Linked DNA regions of Sparus aurata: region 1 is linked to region 2. Evidence: chromatin contacts called from public Hi-C data. All regions are on one chromosome and are shown on one strand. Each heading gives the region's core, a stretch centred on a gene start, on an enhancer-like site or on the middle of the called end of the contact. The rest is flanking DNA. Distances are from core to core; before and after follow the strand shown. Region 1 holds the start of LOC115570115 (coiled-coil domain-containing protein 106-like). Region 2 holds the start of LOC115570212 (protein adenylyltransferase SelO-like).

What was found. Hi-C and Micro-C count contacts between places; a contact is called where the count stands out from the background.
Region 1: a contact with region 2 is called in a Hi-C map of an unstated tissue, with 2.9 times the contacts expected there. The contact joins the promoter of LOC115570115 here to the promoter of LOC115570212 in region 2.

What each region holds. Positions count from the first base shown.
Region 1 is chr19:23,615,837-23,619,362 of fSpaAur1.1, reverse strand. LOC115570115 (coiled-coil domain-containing protein 106-like) reads left to right here and starts at 1,262. Exons shown (of 5, transcript XM_030398412.1): 1 at 1,262-1,445.
Region 2 is chr19:23,449,863-23,453,178 of fSpaAur1.1, reverse strand. LOC115570212 (protein adenylyltransferase SelO-like) reads right to left here and starts at 1,989. Exons shown (of 19, transcript XM_030398635.1): 1 at 1,187-1,989; 2 at 979-1,097; 3 at 765-893; 4 at 383-447; 5 at 245-301; 6 at 31-129. The coding sequence starts at 1,400. It overlaps pdss1 (prenyl (decaprenyl) diphosphate synthase, subunit 1), which reads left to right and starts at 2,352. Exons shown (of 11, transcript XM_030398641.1): 1 at 2,352-2,541; 2 at 3,229-3,296. The coding sequence starts at 2,386.

The DNA.
Region 1 (3,526 bases), core at 13-2,512, 170 kb before region 2:
TCGTGTCTGATTTCATTCAACCAATCAATGTTTATTTACTCTGATGATGGACATTTTTTGTTTACATGCACACTAGTAATCTGTTCTTTGTATTAGCTTAGTACTCTGTAGAAACCAGCCTCATTTAGCATGTAAACTCCTGATCTGGGTTTCTGAACATTCTCCTGCGGTACAGATTATAGGGAAATTAAGACACCTGAGTATAGTGTTAAAGTGATGCATAGAATGATATGAACAACCAGGTTTCTATGTAAACATTGTAACCTGAATTATATCAAAAGCCAAACAAAGACAAGGACAAAGACTGGAAATTAGCTGAAGCTAGACGTCTTATATGCATCCCATTTTCCCATTTTCTGTGGCAATGTTGTATGTATCGTCCCTGTTAAATAAACATTAAAATAAATAAATAAGATAGAGATTGGTATATTAATGCTCTGCTTGACATGGCCCTCTAGTCATTTGCACTGAAAACACAGACACAAAAGCAAAACAAATGACTAACTTTGAGAATTTAGAAGTCTATGTCAGGCATTGAGAGCAACTTGCCAATTACAAAAACATCACACCATCTATGTGTAACGTATAATATCCTAAAATCACTGTTCAGCAGTGATGAAAAGTCACTAAGTACATTTACCCAAGCACTATCTTTGTATTTAATGTGAATAATTCCATTTTATGTTGCTTTGTCCTTATCCTATACATTCAGATTAATTAATAGAAGACGTTATTGACATTATTAACGCGATATTAAGGCGTCGGAACGAGATAAATGGAGTTTAATTATTTTTTTAAACTCCATCAACCAGTGGCCAAGACTGTGGATGTCAGAGGGAAACATCTGTCTATCACACAGCTGTCTATAAAACGACACGCCCCCTTTCTTCAGTCCTATGCTGCCTTTAAGTTTTGTCGGAAATATGCCAATTAAAAATTCGTAAACCCACAAAGTGTGAAATAATAATATATGCATCTTCATATTAGCAGTCGACATGTGGTGATAATTGGTTATCCGTTTATTATAGGCCATTTAAATCACCTAGCTGTTAATCAAGTTTTTCCTGATGATAAGACTATTTCTAAGATAATGCTTGCAGATATATTAATCATGTCTTCGATTTGACACTGTGTCATACATTTCGCATCTTTTTTATTCTTTAGGCTTAATTTCATGTATTTATGTAGTTCAGGACCATGATCATATAAAATCCCATGAATCAACGACTTTTCCCTCCAGCCCCTGAAGGCAGCGTATGACGCGACGTGCCCTGTAGCCACGCCCCCCATCAGACGTGCCCCTGTAGTCTCGCATTTCTTCACTCGTCTCTGTTGATGTTTCTGATCAAAACGGGGCATTTCTCACGAAGTGACACATCAGCGAGCAGGAAAACAAACACAGGAACGTCTCCGCCACCTGTTTCACCCGCTGGACTCTCTTGAAGGTACGTTTTCCTGCGTGTTTCACCGGCTTTGTGTCTCCTTTTCTCTCCTTTTTTGCTGCTTAATTACAGTCATTAGCATCCATCTTGGTAGGAGCTAGCTAATTAAAACCACCGCAGGGAGAAATTGTCCGGCCCTTTAGCCCTCAGCGTGACACCTTTGTTTGTTTCATGGGGTTAATAACTTCTGTCATGCCGTACATGCATGTTATGATTTAAAAACACAGCTGTATTTCTGTAATAGCCTGTGTAATAAAATCAATAGTGATAAAGATGACAGGCCTGCAGACTTTAGCTCTTTATTAGTGTTTCTACTTCATGTGCTCGCTCTCAGAAATGTCCAGTTTCTTTATGGACTGCGGTAGTTTATTCCCATGAGAGTAATGCGCATGTTAACTGGATGTGTCAGATGTTGGGGGCCAGATTAATCACTGCAGCACTTCTTAGCTTAATTGTGTTTTGCTGCTGCTGCAGCAGGCACATGTTAAACAGCCCATCATCATCATCTCCATGGAAACATGGAGTGAAAACACTCATGTCCACTTCCTGCAACAAAAACATGCAGATAAAGCTGCTGCATCTCTAGTCTGTTCTGATGTCTGACATGTTGCACTCAGGTCATCATGCACCTGAATGCACCACTTGTCTTTTTTGTGGAAACACCCTGCAGCCAGTAACCATATAACACCTTCTATGGTTACAAAACACAGGCTGAAGTAATGCATAACTAATGCATGACTCATAATGGTTTAATGAATCATTATTAATGTAGCATGAATTCCTGTTACTCGCCGTTAACAAATTATAAAGTCACTATGAGTTTGTGTGGTTAGTTAAAGGGGCACTTCACCCATTTTTCTCATTAAGGAAGTCGTTTATCTTGGTTTTTGCCTTGAGACGCCATTGAGGTTTGAAACCAAGCGATTTAATGATAGATGCCGCTGAATTGCATATGAGAGATGTAGGAGCCAGTGTTAGAGACCATTAAATTATCATCACATATCATCATTTATGATATTCACTATATATCGGTATCAGGGAAATTATTGCGCATAAATGTACACACTCTGGTGGTTTTCACGTTTAAAGTCAGCTTGAGAAAAAAAGAAAAGAAAAGAAGAACAAGCGCAACAACAACGCTTGTTCTTCTTCTCTTTTTGAAGGAAGCCTTTCTTAAACTTAAGCAAGTAATTATCAACATCAGTAAAAAAAAAAGTATCGATATCATTCTTCCTTATCTGTTTTTTGTTAAGCTTTAAAGTCTAAAAGTCAGGATGTCTCAGCATCTTCTGTTTCCATTTCACCAACATGTCAACAGAGACAACCTCTTGTTAGCAAGTGTCAATCAGATATGATACTGTGGTTTTGCACCATCATCTTCACATAACACAGTCAAATTCTTTTAAAAACCACAAACCAACATGATAACAGAATAGATGAGAACTCTAGTGCTACAGCTTATCTTGTAAATGTGAAACAAAGACCACTGGATTATGCAGCAGAATGAACATGTTTATATCTGACTACCAGTTTAGACAAATGGCTTCATATTTCATTGAGAATAGTGTTTTGTTATGCTGTAAGTCATTATCATCATATGAGATTTTCTTAATAGGATAACCATCTCGGATGATATCACCGTATGCGGTATTATTCAATTATCAATATTGTTATCCGATACATTGGCCTTTGAAGGAATAAAAACAGAAGGGGTTTATTATAATTAGGAATATAATGTCCTGACAGACATGTAACTTGATCTAAACTTGAAATATGTTTATTGTAGTAACACTAATCAGTAAATATACATGATACGATAACCTGTCGTCTTCGTACTGAGATGTACCTTGACAGGTAGAGTTAAATACATGAATTAATGATCGCTCAAGCATCAACTAATCACATAAACTCATAGTGACTTGATCATTTGTCACGATGATGTGTTTATTCATTAAAACGTGCGTAACTAAAGCAGGTGTTGTGTAACCATATAATATGGTTACCGACTAGGATGCAAAATTCTGTCTTTCTTAAGGTGGCCACAGCCAACTTTCCCACCACTTAGTGTTTCCAGGAGAGGCGTC
Region 2 (3,316 bases), core at 740-3,239:
TAAAACCTAAACCTTGCCCTCCTCTCTCACCTGGCAGCCCTGCTGGTTGGGACACCCAGGACATGCATGGCTTCACTGCACAGGAACTCCCTCACAGAAGAACGGATCACAGCTCGACCATCTCCTGACCTGCAATAAAAGTTGGTATCATGTGATGCAATGTTGACGGATGTAGCAAAAAGAGAAACAAGAAAACAAGGATGAAAAGGAAGAAAAAGGGAACAAAGAAAAATAACCAACATACCTTGAATAAGGTGTTTTTCCAGAGCCTTTAAGCTGCATCTCCCATACTTCTCCTTTCCTGCGGTGCAAACATTTATAAGGGAAATATATTGCGGATTTAACTGATGAAGCACCTTAAATATACAAAAAATATTCTCACCTGTTGGTGTACTGACCGAGAGAATGTGCTCGACCATCACCCAGCTGACCTGCCCAGTAGCCAAACTGATGGAGAGAAGTACAACACATTTTCTTGTCAGTGATCAGAGCCTGTCTCTGATGTTCACAGGTGTTATCATCTTAAATTAAAGGTACAGAGAACGCAAAGTTTCCTTTGCTTAATATAGAGTTGATAACATTTCTGCTGAGGTAACTCTGTATTTGTCAGAAAGATTGTTTATGTTTACAAATACCAGAAATCTCTTCTGATCTTTTATCAGTAGAGAAAAGTAATTAAGTTATTCAGCTCAGCCAAAGTGTGGACATATGAGTGAAACCTGGATTGTTTCATCTAACTAAATGGGTTTGGAAACCAACTCTACCTGATGACCTCCGTATCTGTGCGCAAGTGGTACAGATCCTGGCAGCAGTCTGCCACCGCTGGCATAATGAAGGAACTCCTCAGACTGTGTTACAGCCATGTCTACATCTAAGATCCCCTCAATGACATCCTGTAGAGACAATTCGAAGTATAAATGAATTCTTCTGTTATTAGTAAATAAACATCATGAGATGCTGTTGATGATTTTACGTCACCTTCGAAACTGCTGCCAGTCTTAACGGGCCTTTCAGTGGAGTTGGAAGGGATTTGGAGAATACGCAGTTCTTAACGGTGCGAACGAAGTTGCCATCGACCTCGTCTACTGGGAATGCTTCTGCAGAGAGGACAGAACGATAGTGACCCTTTCACTATGTTGACATCTGTTTAAACACCTCAACCTGTAATGTCCAGAACCAGTTTTACCTAGGAGATTCTTGCAGGACACTCTGAATTGTTCCAGGTCCTGTATGAGGTTTGAAGCGTTCATGTTCCACCTGGATTTGACGCTGTCTGATGTCGTTCTGTCATGACTGTGGCAGTCACGGTCAGTACTCTGACAGAACTCCAGCACATGTACAGGTGAGATGCTGGCTGCTGCTACTAGAGCGAAGACTACTGTGTGGATCGTACGACACATTTCTACAGACACAGTAGTTGTCTCCTTTCAGTGTTAATTATTATATACTTAATATTCAAATGTTAGTACTTAGTAAGTTTAACCTATTAAAACATGCATCATATTATATTTGGAATGATTTTCTTTCAAAATCTGAAGCTAGAAAGCAACTACTTACTATTTGTTGTCAAAATGTGCTGCAATTAAAAGTATGTATATATTTTTTTAACTACCACTACTACTACTCGATTACCTCACTCCCCAAATGTAGTGTAGATGAAAATACACATCAGTATGTGCAAGTGTATAGGCTAGTACTTGTATACAATGATGGAATGTAACTAAGAACTGTACAAAAATACAATTTGAAGGTACCTCTGTATTTTTTAGGTTGTTAGGTACATTTATTCAATGCATGTATAAACATACCTCACTAATTAGTTACTAAGTTACTTTACACCACTGGCAAAAAGCTACCAATGTTAGCAGATGACCAGTTAGCATGCATGTAAATGCTTTATATCCCATAAAAAAGTACCTAGTAACACTTGAAGTGACAGTTAAAGAAGTAAAACTCGAAGCCACTCTTATATTAAGTTGTCAACACTCCCGTGGAAATAAAACGGTATGTAAACACACTTTAGGTCAGGTTTACCCTCAAAATATCCCCTCTAGCTTCGTTAGCGTTGCTAGCGTTAGCTGTTGTGAAACACCGGTAGCTATGGTTACGAGGTTAGCTAGCTACCCAGCTAGCTTGTAGCCTCGTCGCAAATATGCTAGGTTACTATATTTTCTGACGCCAAACAACAAACATTTTATAACTTTAGTTTAACGTTAAACATATGTTATCGTAGTTTACACCTTATTTAATTTGGAAGGTAGTTTATAGCTCCTAAACTCTCTCACGATGATCCATGTTATGAAACGTCATCAACAGACGCCCGCTGACTCTTTTTCCGGTTCCGTTCAAATATATAACCCGTCCTAATGCACGCTTCTCGGGAACATGGCGGGTCCGTGGTGGAGGCAGTGCCGGAGGTGGAGTACAAACGTTACGAGCACGGGTTTATTTGAAACACTGTGGCAATACAGCGTCAGGTCCGTGTCCGTGTCCGCGTCCTCTCTGGGGCGGACGTCCTGGAGCTCCTGGCCGGGGAACGAGGTGAGTTTGCAGCAGAGCACCTGGGCTGTCAAACCCCGGAAGGTCATACACACCACCGAGCAGACAACCGGCCACAGTACATGGTGGTTGTACTCCTCCAACGTGTTTATTACTTCAGTGAATGTGACAGTTCCTGGTTGTGTATCTGCCGTTTGTGTTTCGCCAGAGTTACTTCTGTTTTATAAGAAAATGCCTTGATGAATGGAGACTTGTTGCAGTAGGTGTTGGCTCGTTCTCAGCCTGCTCAGCTGACATAAAGGTCAAAACCTGCTTCTGATATTACATTAAGCGCTGTCCTTTACTCAGCCGGCTGTACACTGTAAATCTAACCAATGTCCGGCCCAGTCTCCATTCATTTAGCTTTATTTTACCCCCTCCTACATTCATTCATTTGTCATTGAGTCACCTGTGCCACTCCAGATCTCATAAACAACATACAACAAAAAGTACAATATTTCATGATCAGATGAAGACTTCAGACTGTTTTTATTAATATTGTTTACATACACTTATGGTATCATGTTGTATTATTGCAGATAGTTAAGTTGCTCTTCCTGTAAATTAAGTTTTGACAAAGGGTGTGATATTATATTTAAGGATCTTTTCCCAGCAACCAGAACTAGCTGGCTTAGTTGGTCTAAAATGAGTAAAACGCCTTTTTGTATCATGTCCTCTTTGAATTTTCAGTGGCGGCCATCAGCACTACCAACACAGAAAAAGCTGCATACTGTAAACTTAACCTCATCTATCACCAGGTGAGTTGTTTTAACCACTG